Linked DNA regions of Pan troglodytes: region 2 is linked to region 1. A link is a contact called in public HiChIP or PLAC-seq data. All regions are on one chromosome and are shown on one strand. The core of a region is the stretch at or near the end of the contact, and the rest is flanking DNA. Distances in the headings are between cores, read along the strand shown.

The links. HiChIP or PLAC-seq counts read pairs in DNA pulled down with a chosen protein or histone mark.
Region 2: an H3K4me3 HiChIP or PLAC-seq map of stem cell-derived excitatory neurons shows a contact between it and region 1, with 11 times the contacts expected there. The contact joins the promoter of ELF3 here to the promoter of ARL8A in region 1. A contact is called at or near these places in 3 of 7 Hi-C or Micro-C datasets (induced pluripotent stem cells, a lymphoblastoid cell line and stem cell-derived neural progenitor cells), 1 of 1 datasets of contacts at active chromatin or transcription factors (stem cell-derived excitatory neurons) and 1 of 1 other capture datasets (stem cell-derived neural stem cells).

What each region holds. Positions count from the first base shown.
Region 1 is chr1:46,951,081-46,958,578 of NHGRI_mPanTro3-v2.0_pri, forward strand. It overlaps ARL8A (ADP ribosylation factor like GTPase 8A), which reads left to right and starts at 1,337. Exons shown (of 7, transcript XM_016935753.4): 1 at 1,337-1,624. The coding sequence starts at 1,502.
Region 2 is chr1:47,087,764-47,094,639 of NHGRI_mPanTro3-v2.0_pri, forward strand. ELF3 (E74 like ETS transcription factor 3) reads right to left here and starts at 1,454. Exons shown (of 9, transcript XM_001150545.6): 1 at 1-1,454. It overlaps LOC104004417 (a long non-coding RNA gene), which reads left to right and starts at 725. Exons shown (of 2, transcript XR_677359.4): 1 at 725-833. It overlaps RNPEP (arginyl aminopeptidase), which reads right to left. Exons shown (of 11, transcript XM_016935684.3): 10 at 6,098-6,240; 11 at 4,450-5,036. The coding sequence ends at 4,878.

The DNA.
Region 1 (7,498 bases), core at 87-2,586:
CTTGAGCTCAGGGCTTCGAGACCAGCCTGGACAACATGGCAAAACCCCGTCTCTACCAAATATACAAAAATTAGGCTGGCATGGTGGCGCATGCCTGTAGTCCCAGCTACTCGGGAGGCTGAGGTAGAAGAATCACCTGAGCCCGAGGAGGTGGAGGCTGCAGTGAGTCGAGATCCCATCACTGCACTCCAGCCTGGGCCACACAGTGAGACCCCATCAAAAAAAAAAAAAAAAAAACAGAATATTATGCTAGCCGAAACCTTGTGATTCTTCTACTTTGGTAACTGTTTGACTATTTGGGGTCATCTAACTCCAGTTGATTGGACAGATATGGTTGATATTGATAGTTTACCCACTTTTGACTAAAACAATAGACTACATATGACTACATTTGAAAACCAAACCCCAACGGGCAGCCAGCATAGGCTGGGGACTGCCCGAAGCCTGAGCCTACCCGGGACTGCCAGCTGGGGTTGTCAGCCTGCCTGAGCAGGCCCTATGGGTGGGTCTTGCAAGGAGAGGGGCAGGAGTAAGGCATCTTTGCAGGCACTCCACACCCACTTCAAGAGGAGAACTATCACTTCTCCTCCTGAAGAATACTCTGCTTTTCACCAAAACAGGGCAACATTTTCCTTTGTCACAGACGTTCCTCACTGAAAACCCCCTGCCAGGACTGTATCTGTTTGGGTATCTTGGGGATGCTGGTAAAAATCCGGAGCAAGTTCAAGCGTCCGTTTCACTTGGGGCCAGAGGCTTCCTAACAAGTGGTCGGGGTAAATTGTGGTGAACAAAACAAGATGGAGTATTAAAAGACCCGAATACGGTTGTCCCTCTGCACTGGGTGCATTTTGAGAGGATGGGACTGTACCCAGGAATGCTCAGAGGCAAGGGTTCAGGGACAAAAAAGCCTCCATCTGCCTCCCTGTCGTAGAGATCTCATCTCCGTGTCCTGGGAAGTGGGTGACCCACTCTCCTTCAACCTGGAAAGGCTCCTGCTTAACCGGAACCTCACCCACCTCGAGCCCACCACCCTTTAAGAAAGAGGGTGCCAGTCAGGGCGCGGCAGTCGGGGACAGGGTCTAAAATAAATTAGACCCCATTTCCCAAGCGCCTCTCGACGCCAGCTGCCGGTCAACCCCCGCCGCTGAAGCCTGCGGATTCCCTGCTCACCCCACCTGCGGATTCCCTGCTCACCCCACCTGCGGGTGCGGCCCCTGGCCCCCCGGCTCCAGCGAGGGAGGAGCGCGCGCTCGGGTGCGAGCAGGACACGGCCCGGCCGCGAGGGAGGGCGGCGGCGGCGGCGGAGGAGGAGGGCGCTGAAGCCACACCCATCGGCGAGCCGATTCCGGGGCAGCGAGTCGTCGGCCGCCGCGCTCGAGCCTCCGCCCGCACCGAGCCGCGGGACCCGGGCCGTACCGGGGAGGGGCCGCTCCGGGCCGCAGCGCGAGGGCAGCGAGGGGCGGCGGGGACCTGGCACCGGGCGGGGCCGGCGGCAGCGACCATGATCGCTTTGTTCAACAAGCTGCTGGACTGGTTCAAGGCCCTATTCTGGAAGGAGGAGATGGAGCTCACGCTGGTCGGGCTTCAGTACTCGGGCAAGACCACATTCGTCAACGTGATCGCGGTACGAGGGCGTCGGGCGCGGGATCCCCGGGCGCGGGCCGCGGGTCGGGCCTGTCCCCGCCCGCGCCGCGCCCTGCTGAGCCGGGGTCGCCGCCTGGCATGGCCGGGCACGGCCGGGCGCCGGGCGGGGGAGGAGCCGGCCCCGAGCGCTTGGGGCCTAGTACGGCCCGTGCCGTGGGGGACCGGGGCGGCGCGCGACCCGCTCTCTCACCCGGGCCGGTACTGCACGGCTGGGGGCAGGGGAAGGGGGACGAACAGACAGGGCCGGTGCCACGGGGCAGGCGGCACCGAGGGGCTCTCGAAGCAGGAGGGACCCGCTGCCGGCTGAGACGGGCCCCCTCTGGCCCCCGCGCAAGGGGGCATGACGGGGCGAAAGTGCACGGGCCTTCCTGTCCTGCGGGTAGAGGGTCACGGGACGGGGCAGCCGAGAGGCTTGAGGAGGGGGTTTGGGCAAGCCCAGCCCCACCCAGAGGGCTTAACCCCTCCTTGCCGGAAGAGGAAGCCCCGGCCCTATTGAGGGGGAGGGGAGGTATCCCCCGGGGTAGAGGAGTCAGCTGAGGCCCTTGGCTCAAGCCCAGACTCCTCCCCAACTTCTCCCCGACCCGCAGTGTCTAGCCGGGGGTCCAGGGAGGATCGCATGGTAACGGGAGTTTGGAGACTCCGTCTGGCTCAGAAGTTTGCAGGAGCAGGTGCTCCCGACAAGAGAGGATGAGGTGTAGGGGCACGGCCCACTGGGGCCTTGGGAGAGTGGCTCTAAGGGCTTTGGGTCGTCAACACTGAAGTGGGTGATTGTAAGTCTTTCAGTGCCAGGGGAGTGGTGGGGAAGGAGTTAAAATCTCTCTCAAAAAAGGGGAAGATGAGCTCCATGGGTGTGAGCTGAGGCTGCAGTAATGGCTGCGGCCTGCCTGTCAGAGCCAGGCTAGACAGGGCTTGTGGGTCGAGGAAGCATGGGACAGGGGCTGGGGTTGTCCAGGGACCTGGCCCCAGTCCCAAAGCTGAGGTTTCCAACAACTGTGAGTTGGACAGATAGTAACCAAAGATACTGATGAGATAGGTCAGCAGAGGAATGTATCCAGCCGGCCTAGGTACCTCTACCTGTCCGTGTTGTTGCCCCGCCTTGCAGAAGATGGGCCTCCCCGACAGTTCTCAGCGTCCTAGAAGGCAGGGGACGTCACTTCATTGGACCTGAGGCATGAAGGCAGATGGAAAGCTCGAGGGGCAGGCATCCTGTGGTTACACAATTGAACACTGGCTTCCTTTCCCAAACATGCTCTGCAAATGACCTCTGCCCTTCCTCAACCCAGTGTCTCCTGTCTCCTGACCTGACAGGGCAGGATCTTCAGGCCAATGCTGCGGTTTTGGCACAGTAATTTTCGGAGCTAACACCCCTGGGCTCTGTCTGCCTAGGCTCTGCCCTTGGGGTCAGAGACCCTCTGGTTAAACTTGGCATTGACTTAGGCTCTTGGATTCCCAGAGCAGGCACATAACACCTGGACTCTGTCTGACCTGACTCTGCAGGCCTAGGTGGCTTGGGTTCTAGGCGTTTAGGTCTGAGAAATGCAGCTGGGCCTAGGTATCTCCTCGTTCCCCAGGGTGTTACTATAGCTGTGCTCTGGGACAGGGATCCACAGGTACCCAGGTGGGTTCGGTTTCTGGGTCTGCAGTTGAGCCTTTGACAGGAGGGCCCCCTCTAGACCAGCATCATATCCAGAGAGTTGGAGACTATAGCAGGCCAGAAACAGAACCCAAGAGTCCCAAATTCCCCTGCCAGGGTCAAGAGTTCTTGTGATATACAGGAAAAGCCCCCCATCTCCAGCCCACAAGGTCCCCTTTTTAATCTTAAATTTGCCACTTCCGCTGGCACATTCTAAAAGAGCAGGCAAGCTAAATTCCCTTCTTTAGAGAGGCTTCCCAAGGAAAACCACCCCATGTGGGCTGCAGTTGGAATTCCAGTGTCCCGGTCACTCCAGTGTTTTCAGATCCTCTGGGGCTACCACACTGGCATTTCTGCCCACCCCGTGTATAATCACAGTTGAGTGTCTTCCAGAAAGAAACGAAGAGTTGGGACCCCTGGGCTCTGTTCCCATGCCTACCACTGAATTTCTGAATTACCTGTGCCTGTTCATTTGGCCTCTGTTTGTCTCAGATCTTTCGCCATTGGGTTTTTTTCTACTCACCCTATGAGGTCTGGCTGTAAATAGAAATTGAGTTTAGTGTGTCTAGCTGCTCAGCAGGTTAATGTGAGCTGGAAAGAAATTATATACACTGCTTCTAAGAACCTGAAACATCAGCCGGGCATGGTGGCTCACGCCTGTAATCCCAGCAATTGGGAGGCCAAAGTGGGGGGATCACCTGAGGCTAGGAGTTCGAGACCAGCCTGGCCAACATGGTGAAACCCCATCTCTACTAAAAATACAAAAATTAGCCAGGCATGGTGGTGGCCACCTGTAATCCCAGCTACTTGGGAGGCTGAGGCAAGAGAATTGCTTGAACCCAGGAGGCGGAGGCTGCAGTGAGTTAAGATCGTGCCGCCACTGCACTCCAGCCTGGGCAACAAGAGCGAAACTCCGTCTCAAAAAAAAAAAAGAACCTAAAACATCCTTTGAGTTCTGAAAAAGTTGTGATGCTAGAAAAGTGGGAGATGTTTTGTCCTAGGAAACAACAGGGTCATTTTCAAATATTTAAAAGTGTCAAAGACTGTCCTACGGAATAACTAGTCTTGGAGTGCCCAAGGGGACTTAGGAACAATGGGTGGACATTCTAGGAATGATAGATTTTTTTTTCTTTTTTTTCTTTTTTCTTTTTTTCTTTTTTGAGACAGAGTGTTGCTCTATCACCCAGGCTGGGAGTGCAGTGGTACAATCTCGGCTCACTGCAACCTCCGCCTCCCAGGCTCAAGCAATTCTCCTGCCTCAGTCTCCCGAGTAGCTGGGATTACAGGCATACACCACCATGCCTGGCTAATTTTGTATTTTTAGTAGAGATGGGGTTTCGTCATGTTGGCCAGGCTGGTCTCGAACTCCCGACCTCAGGTGATCTGCCTGCCTCAGCCTCCCAAAGTGCTGGGATTACAGGTATGAGCCACCATGTCCGGCCGGATTGTTAACTCAATATAAAGAACTTTCTGATAGTTGGAACTGACCCAAGAGGGGATGGGGCAGAAGGGATTGAAGTCTGAGACAAGAGGTTGGGCTGCATGACTTCAGGTTACTTCCAACCTTAAATGAGGAGCTTATGAGACAGGGAGGCATTAGCAGGGAAATTAAGTCATAATCTGATTCCACCTTAGCTCCGATTCACAGCTGAACAAGACCTACTGGTGCTGGGGAGCCTGGCTCCTTGAAGGCCCTCCCAGCATCCCCGTCTGCCAAGGTCACATTCTGCCAGGCTGGGCTTCTCATTTACTTGGTAGCCTGTGGATCTTCTAGTTGCCAAAGAGCAGTGATGGTTCCCCATGCTATATCAAAACCATTTCCAAGCACGTTGTGAGTCTTATTTACAGTTCCTAGGAGACCGAAACCCTTCTCCCCAGTTTTACATTCAGAAACACTGAGGTCCAGAGAAGTTCAAGTTTCTTTTCCAAGCACCCCCTGGGATGAGAGACAAACAAGAACTGGGCCTCCTTCCTCAGACTCTATTGTTGGGGATGGGGTAGACTGCAGCATGCTGCCGGGGTTTGGGTAATTACAGCACACTTAATTCTCCCTGCTTAGCTAGAAGAAGCCATTCCCTCTTCCTCAGTGGTTCCTAACTTTGGGGGCTCTCAGAACTTTTTGATATCTGAAAGAAGTGAGAGACCCTTTCTCCAGAAAAATGTACACACAAACAAAACTTTGCACACACACAGATTGTGTACAGTTTCAGGGGGTTCAGGGGATCTCTGAAGCCCAACTGTGGACCTCAGGTTGGAAACCGCTGCTGGACCTTGTCATTGGGTGTCAGTCCTGGGTACTCAGTTCTTATATCATCCTAGGGCCCTGATGAATAGGTGGTTCCTGCAGATAAAAGGGAATTGGGCTGGGCGCGGTGGCTCACGCCTGTAATCCCAGCACTTTGGGAGGCCGAAGTGGGCGGATCACGAGGTCAGGAGATCGAAACCATCCTGGCCAACGTGGTGAAACCCCGAATCTACTAAAAATACAAAAAAAAAAAAAAAAAATTAGCTATGCATGGTGGCACGCGCCTGTAGTCCCGGCTACTTGGGAGGCTGAGGCAGGAGAACTGCTTGAACCCAGGAGGCAGAGGCTACAGTGAGCCGAGATCACACCGCTGCACTCCTGCCTGGGCGAGAGAGTGAGACTCCGTCTCAAAAAAAAAAAGGGAATCAAAGCAGTCTATTCAGATGGGATATCAGGGGTCTTCATGTGGACATGGAGGCACCAAATAAGAGCCAATCATCTCCTACATCTTGGCTAATGGTCAGGGCCCCTGATCTCTTTATGTAACCCAAGGCAAATTATTCCTACCAGCTGGTGGGAGAAAAAGGCATGGTAAAGGAACAGGGCTTGGCCGGGCACCGTGGCTCACCCCTATAATCCCAGCGCTTTGGGAGGCCCAGGTAGGCAGATCACTTGAGGTCAGGAGTTCAAGACCATCCTGGCCAATGTGGTGAAACCCTGTCTCTACTAAAAATACAAAAATTAGCTGGGTGTGGTGGCACATGCTTGTGGTCTCAGCTACTGGGGAGGCTGAGGCAGGAGACCCTCGCTTGAGCCCAGGAGGCAGAGGCTGCAGTGAGCTGAGATCACATCACTGCACTCCAGCCTGGGCCATAGAGCGAGACTCTGTCTCAGAAAAAAAAAAAGGAACAGGGCTATCACCCTCAGGTTCAATGTTGAATGAGCCTCATCTTTTTTTTTTTCTCAAGCCGGAGTCTTGCTCTGTCACCCAGGCTGGAGTACAATGGCATGATCTCGGCTCACTGCAACCTCCACCTCCTGGGTTCAAGCGATTCACCTGCCTCAGCCTCCCAAGTAGCTGGGATTACAGGCACACGCCACCACACCCGGCTAATTTTTTGTATCTTTAGTAGAGATGGGGTTTCACCATGTTGATCAGGATGGTCTCAAACTCCTGACCTCGTGATCTGCCACCTCAGCCTCCCAAAGTGCTGGGATTACAGGTGTGAGCCATTGCGCCCGGCCGAGCCCCATCTCTTTAGCCTGCTTCCAAGGGATAAGCAGAAGTGTCCTACCTGTGAACATGGAGATATGACCTGGGAGGGAGTTGGGTCTGGCCTTATTTGAAGCCTGTAGGTAGTTTAGAAGAATCCAGAAATCTTAGAGACAATACAGAATGGATTTTGGAAAATGGAATTACAGTCAAACCCCCAGTATTCAGCAAACATTTACTAATGGTGTTACTATAGACCTGGGTCCTCTCCCAGGAAGTGTTCTTTCTAGTGAGGAGACACATAGATAAATAAGCAGACAATATAGAGTGTAGGTTATCCTTCCCAATAACTGGAGTACAGCACAAATAAACTGAACCATGGATAATCCAGAAATTGCTTGGCATGCACTGCATTTTCAGGATGACCAATATACTCTGCCCTAAAAAGTTTGATTTTTTAGTTTGAAAATTCATCTGCTTTCTTTGAGATCCTCCTTAACTATTAGAACATGACTTGCTTCAAGTTCTCTTGCTGGAAGGTAATTTCTTCTTCCTCTCCACTGGAGAGAAAGTGGCGTCAGTTACTACAGAGAGATGTAGGTTAGACTTGAGGAAGAATTTTCCCCTAGTCTAGGCAAAGAGATTGAGACTGACAAAAGCGGGTCTTTTCACAGGGCATCCCCAGGTGTAGGCGGGCACATAGGTTGGTGATAGCCCATCCTGCCTGAAAGCACAGGATGTGCAAGAGTACCCCACAGTGGGA
Region 2 (6,876 bases), core at 204-2,703, 140 kb after region 1:
AGGTATCTGGCCGCTGCGCTCCCCTACCCGGCTCTAAATAGAGCCTGGAGGGAGCTCCTCCCTGAGCTCAGGGCTTTATAGTGCGTCCCCTGCAGTAACCTGAGCTGGTGTCTCATTGGATGGAGGGGATTTCCTGGCCTTTAGACTGGGCTCCTGGCCCCAGGTGATTTGCATATTCAGTGCCACTTGGCCCGGATCTTAGCAGGCGGTGCTGGGAAATCAGGCCCGGCTGGTTTAATGATTGTCAGAGTCTGTCATCCCGCACCCTCTGGGGTTGGGCATGGGGCACTGGCCTGGGCAGGTGGCGGGAACGTTGCTGGGGTGGGCATCTGTGCTTTCGGCTGCCCTCTGGCCCAGGAAATTCCTCCCAGGGGCCAGGCCAGAGATGGGCCAGGCAGGGGGAGGGCAAGTGAGGGAACATGAACCCCTGGCTGACCTGGGTCAGAAAGCTGCTGGCCCCTAAATTCCAGAGATTCAGCAACAAACAGGCCTAGTAGGGAGAGGAGTTACTAGGTTTAGGGGTTTTTCCCAGAACACCCAGGACTCTGGCCAGGGGCTGGAAGGTGCTCCAGGCTCAATGCTGGGCAATACTCATGGATTAATTGGTGCTGGCTGGGCCTGCCAGCCTAGTCGTGGCCCCAGGGTCCCCACTAAAGGGCTCCTTCTCCAGCGCCCACTCTGTTGGCAAGGTCTTCACTACCATCACCTGCCTGGACTCCATCCAAGCGTCAGGGTTGCTGCAGTCGCTCCTGAAGAGACCCGGCTCTGCTTGAAAGTTCTTCCCTCAGCGCCTGCTGCAGCCCTCCCTGCCGGAGTTGCCAGAATCCACACGGGTAAGCTCATACCTGCTCTCTGGACCCCATCTAATCTCTGGTTCACTCGGCCCAGTTTTCCAGTACCTTCTGCTGCCCTCTAGTGGTCAGAAGCCTGACTACCTGGGTCACGTCATTCAAAGAAGAGGGAACGCATAGTATTAATATATTTACCAAGCACTTTTCAACATATTCTCTCATTTAATCCTCACACCAAAAAAGTCCTGTAAGGAATGCATGGTTATTCCCATTTTATAGACATGAAAGTTGCAGTGTGGAGGGTTCCCTTAGAATGGCTTGCCCAGGCCACACAGAGTTGGTGAAGGGGTGGAGCTGAGATTCACATCCAGGTATGCAGGTGTGTTGTACACAAAACCCTCGCTCTTTCCCTGCACAGGACTCAATGTCTTCGGGCTTCAGAGTCTTCCCATCCAGCTCCATGGCCAGAGCCCTTGCCTTCCCTGTGGGCAGAGTCCCCCATGTCTGTGGTTGTCTCTATGGAAACACAATGGATAATGTCTTATAGACCCTTCTTGAGACCCTGAATGGGGTAATACAGGTGGTTGAGGCAGGAGACTTGTAGCCAGCATCTGCAACTGTGTGATCTTGGGTGAGACCCTTGGAGTCTGTGCTTGTTTCCCCATCTATAAAAAATGAGGTTGTCTGAATTTAATAATCCCTAAGATCTCTTCCAGATCTAGTATTTTGTTTATTTTGTTTTGAGGTGGAGTCTCGCTCTGTCGCCCAGGTTGGAGTGCAGTGGCGTGATCTCTGCTCACTGCAACCTCTGACTCCTGGGTTCAAGCGATTCTCCTGCCTCAGCTTTCCGAGTAGCTGGGATTACAGGCGCCCGCTGCCATGCCCGGCTTTTTGTATTTTTAGTAGAGATGGGGTTTCACCATGTTAGCCAGGATGGACTCGATCTCCTGACCTCATGATCTGCCTGCCTCAGCCTCCCAAAGTGCTGGGATTACAGGCATGAGCTACTGCACCCAGCCCATATCTAGATTTTTATGCATCTGAAATGTAGGATCCGGTGGCTCACACCTGTAATCACTGCGTCTCAAAAAAAAAAAAAAAAAAAAATGTAGGATCTGTGTGACCCACCTCCATTAATGCACAACTTGGGGAGTTCCTGGCCACCCTCAGCCAGGGTGGGTGAAACGGTTACTCAAACAAAAGGTGACTCCACCTTCTACAGATACTCCTTTCTTTAACTCTATAGCCTGAGGACTAAGAAAGTCCTGCGCAGAGAATCTGCTTCTTACCTTACCTTCTTCCTCTCTGAAGCTCCCAGGTGCCTAGGAGAGAGTTAATGTCCAGGATCCCCCCTCCCCCCCGCCCCCGCACTGGGCCAGTGCAGGCAGGAGAGCCTGGGGCTCAGTAGGATTTTCCCCAGCCCTTCAGGGGGCCTCCCCCAAGGAGCCTGAGGCAGGCACACCCTCCACCCAGTCCCTCACCCAGGAATGTGGGAGAACCGGCTTCTAGCCCCAGGGCTGCTCACGTGCTCCCTGCCCTGAAGAGCATCTGGCTGGGGCTCCCGGGATGGCGGGGTGAACAGGAGGATGTACGAGAAAAATGAGAAGGCTGTCAGCTCCCTTGCCTTCTTGGGGCTTCCTCACCGCTGACATGGAGCTGAGATAAGGAATCCCTACAGGCTGGCAGCTTGAGATAAGTGGGAAAGACTTGGATTTGAGGTCAGTGCCTTGGAGGCATGGGGATGGGGGTGGGGAGAAGGTTCCAGGATAGTGGTCAAGAGAGCTATGGAGCAGGATGCCGGGGGCTTCCCAGTATTCTGTGATGGCAAAAACAACCCACTGGCCTCCCCTCTCCCCACAGAGCTTGCCCACACGGCAGCACAGCCTCATCTTTGGGATGGGAGAATGTCCTACAAAAGGACAGGCACATCCAGTAGTCCTGTCGGGTACCAAGGTGGTGAGTGAGGCAGGCTGCACAGCTCAGGATACCCACGCTATGTAATGGGAGACCCCACAAAGTTAGTGGAGTCACAGCACGGCTGTTAGAGGAAGGGCTTCCAGCCTTTCCTTCCACCGACCCTTCATGATTACTGGGCCTACTGGTGCTATAGGTTTTTGTACAGAGCAAGGAAAGATAGCTACTGATAAGCTAGATAAAAGGTTGGGGAGAGGGGGAGACAACTGGATAGCCCTAAAATAGTCCTTGCCAATAACATATTGCCAGGAACAGTCCTGAAAGAGCCACGGAAGCAGTTTGCTGTCAAAATGCCAGTGCCTGGAGAAGCTCTTCCGATACCGGGCCTCCAGATCCCTCACCTATGACCCACATCACCCTCTCTGATGGTGGAGCTGTGTGCCACGGGGCAGAGGCCTCTCCAGTCTACCACTTGGTCACCACTAGTCCCTTGCTCTTGCTGAGTGAAAGCAAATCGACTCATTCCCAACCCTTGTGCAGGGGAGGGAGGAAGCCTGTTTGATAACCTAAATCCGAGGACAGAGCAGAGCTGCGAACAAAGCCTGTTTCAGGGGTGCCCTGTATTTAAGAAAGGCAACTGAAACACACTAAATATTTCTTCCAACCCTCCCCTCATCCCACTCCCAAACCCAGATTGCTAACTGTTTAGGTCCCCATGTTGAGGCCAGGAAATCAGAATTTAGTGCAAAGTTCTAAAGACTTTACTGATTACCATTCAAATAGTTATCTAGGATCAAAGACAGGTGAGGCCCAGTGAAGCCTTGGGGATGGGCAGAAGGGTAGATAAAAAGTCATAAGACACTTTAATTTTTGAGACAGGGTCTCACTCTGTCACTCAGGCTGGAGTTCAGTGGCACAATCAAGACTCACTGTGGCCTTGACCTCTTGGGCTCAAGTGATCCTCCTGCCTCAGCCTCCTGAGTAGCTGAAACCACAGGAATGCACCACCACGCCCAGCTTTTTTTTTTTTTTGAGAAGTCTTACTCTGTCACCCAGGCTGGAGTGCAGTGGCATGATCTCAGTTTACTGCAACCTCCACCTCCCAGGTTCAAGTGTTTCTCCTGCTTCAGCCTCCCAAGTAACTGGAACTACAGGTGTGAGCCACCATGCCTGGCTAATTTTTGCATCTATCTTTTTTTTCAGTAGAGATGGGGTTTCACCATGTTGGCCATGCTGGTCTCAAACTTCTGACCTCAAGTGATTTGCCTGCCTCAGCCTCCCAAAGTGTTGAGATTACAGGCGCGAGCCACCACGCCCGGCTTTTTTTTTTGGTAGAGATGAAGTCCTGCTATGTTGGCCAGGGTGGTCTCAAACTCCTGGGCTCAAGCGATCCTCTCGCCTCAGCCTCCCAAAGTGCTGGGATTACAGGCGTGAGCCACTGTGCCCAGCCCATTTTTTTTTCTTAGTGATGGAAAAGATAATAGGAATGCTGCTGCAGATAGAGAATTCAGCTGCTTCACGGAGAACTGGAATGCTATTCCTTTTTCATTTTCCTGCACCAGCTGTGCCATTTTGCCATATTTTTTTTCATATGCATGTGTAGGACACCCACCTCCTTCACCCTGGCTGTTGCCTGAGGACAGGAAAATACTGTCATTCTCTGGGCCTCCCCCAGTGACCTTTCCAGAACAAACACAGTGAGGACCTCTGGTGGAAGAAATTTAATAGTCACTCAATCCGTAACTTAATTTTTGCTTGAAAACTTTATTAAAATAAGGATTAAACCCGAAAAAAGAACAATCAGAATGCCAGCCCTTTGCATAAAATCAGCAAGAAAAAGGACAGAAAGAGAAAAAAGAAGAGAATCAGTCCTCTCCACTTCTTCCCAGAGACTTAGGTGGGGAGGAGAAGACCCGCTGCCCTGCAGTGCCTGCAGCCTGTAGCGGGGAGAGCTGTGGGCAGGTTCTCTGTCTCAGGACTCAGTGGGCTATAGAGAAGTTAAGTTCCCACCAGAGCAGAGGCCCAAGAGTCACAGATACCTAAGCTAGAGAATAGATTATCCTGAGGGGATATAAACTCCAGGAAGTTGATCAGGGAACAGGAATTTGGGAACAAACAATTATTCTGAAAGCCTGGAGAGCCTGAAGAGGCAGGGGCCATGCACACGAGCCTCTAACTGCCCTTGGGTGCCACGATCTGCTGGACATAGTTGACAACATTGCTGTGGAGCTGGGAGGCGGTGGATGCAAAAGTCTCCTTGGCGAGGGTCTGGGCCACCTCACTGCCACCCATCATTGCGTGATACAGCGGAAGTGTATACTTCTGCTTCCCCTGCAAGAAACACACATACACATGCCTAAGAAGCTTGCCTGGTGGATCTGTCCAGCCCTCCTGCCCCCAGTGCCAGTCTAACAGCAGCCATGGCTAGGTGCTAAAAGGGATGTGGGTATCACAGCTGGAATGAGGAGTTTCTCATCAGAAGTGCTCTAATTCAGGCATCTTCTTGGGGGCCAAAGATCCATGGAGATGGATCTCAATACGCATCCCAATCCATACTAACATGGGGACGTCTACAGTCAACAAAACGAATGAGTTGGGTGGACACAATGGGAATCCAGACTTCTGGAAAGGTGTAGGTGGTGAGCCACCACGTGAGTAGCAGGTATCAGCAGCTGCAGCACATAAAGCTCACAGCCACATACGGTCCAGCTGCAGTCAAGCAAAGGAAAACCCACAGGTCAACCCACAGGTCAAATTCACACAAATATAAGCCAGCGACATCACAAGTTCCTAAAATCCAGAGCCTTGAGGAAGCCATCAAAGGGCTCAGAATATCCCCAAACAGGCACGCAGCCCTGACTTTATGCAGAGCAATGCTTCGTCTCCGGTCCAGCCCCTCCCTGCTCCGGAATCTGATGACATTCAGTTCATCCTGAGAGCCCGGGGCCTTTCCCCAACAGGGCAACTTTCACATAGTGACAGAGGGTCTGGCTGCTGTCCCGATCATGCCCAAGTCACAGGGCAGCAGGGACCTATCCTCCAAGCCTTTGTTCCTCTTGCTCTGCCTCTGGCCCCTTTCCCTCTTGTGTTTCCCACATGACACTGTCACCCTCTTTCCCGCCTCTGCGTTGGCTCTGGCCAGCTTTTTTCCCTGGGGTCTCACCAGCTGAATTGCAGAAAGCACTGCAAGCCTGCAGGCCTCCTCTTGTCCCTAGGGCAATGCCTTCAAAGCCACACTAGTAAAGAGGCTGAGTGGTAGGGTCCTCAGGTCATTTGCCCCTCCCTCTGTGCCTCAGGTGAGTCCTAGATGAGCCCTGCCCACATGATTACTTCACGTATGGCCGAGTGGGTCCCGGTGTGCTTTCGGGAACAGCGAGGCAGGGGTCACCCACCTGGTTATGCAGGAACTCCTTCACTTTCCAGAAATCTTCCTGGTGGTCGTTCTTAAGGACGATTTGGCCCCATCGCAGCCGGAGCTCTGCATTCCGGGCATTTGAGATACTTGGGTATGTCTCTCCAAGTTTTTTCACATTCCCTGGAGAAGAGAAAGAAATGGTTTGTGGCTGGTCACGGTGGGTCACACCTGTAACACTAGAATTTTGGGAGGCTGAGGTGGGCGGATCACTTGAGGTCAGGAATGTGAGACCAGCCTGGCCAATATGGCGAAACCCCATCTCTACTAAAAATACCAAACAAAATTGGCCGGGTGTGGTGGCGCACGCCTGTAATCCCAGCTACTTGGAGGCTGAGGTGCTAGAATCAAGAATCACTTGAACTCAGAAGGCGGAGGTTGCTGTGAGCCAATAGCACCACGGCACTCCAGCCTGGTCGACAGAGCAAGATTAAAGCAGACATATTCCCCCAATATCTGTCCCATTTTTTCTACCACTCACCTGCTAAAAGTCATCTTGGCTCTAACTTTTTTTTAACCCCTTGGTGAATATTATGTTGACTGAGCAGCCACAAAGCATTAGAGGTTGAGAGCTCTGGATGACTGGGTTCTGTGCGACCTGTTTGTACCTCAAGTTCATTCTGTCACCTGGGTATTAACATCACACCACCTACTTCCCAGAGGAGTTGTGGGAATTAAATGACTTAATAGACACAAAAGCCTTACAAGAGTCGCCTGCAGGAGCTTCGGACTTGAGCAATGCCAGGCTTTGTGACTTTG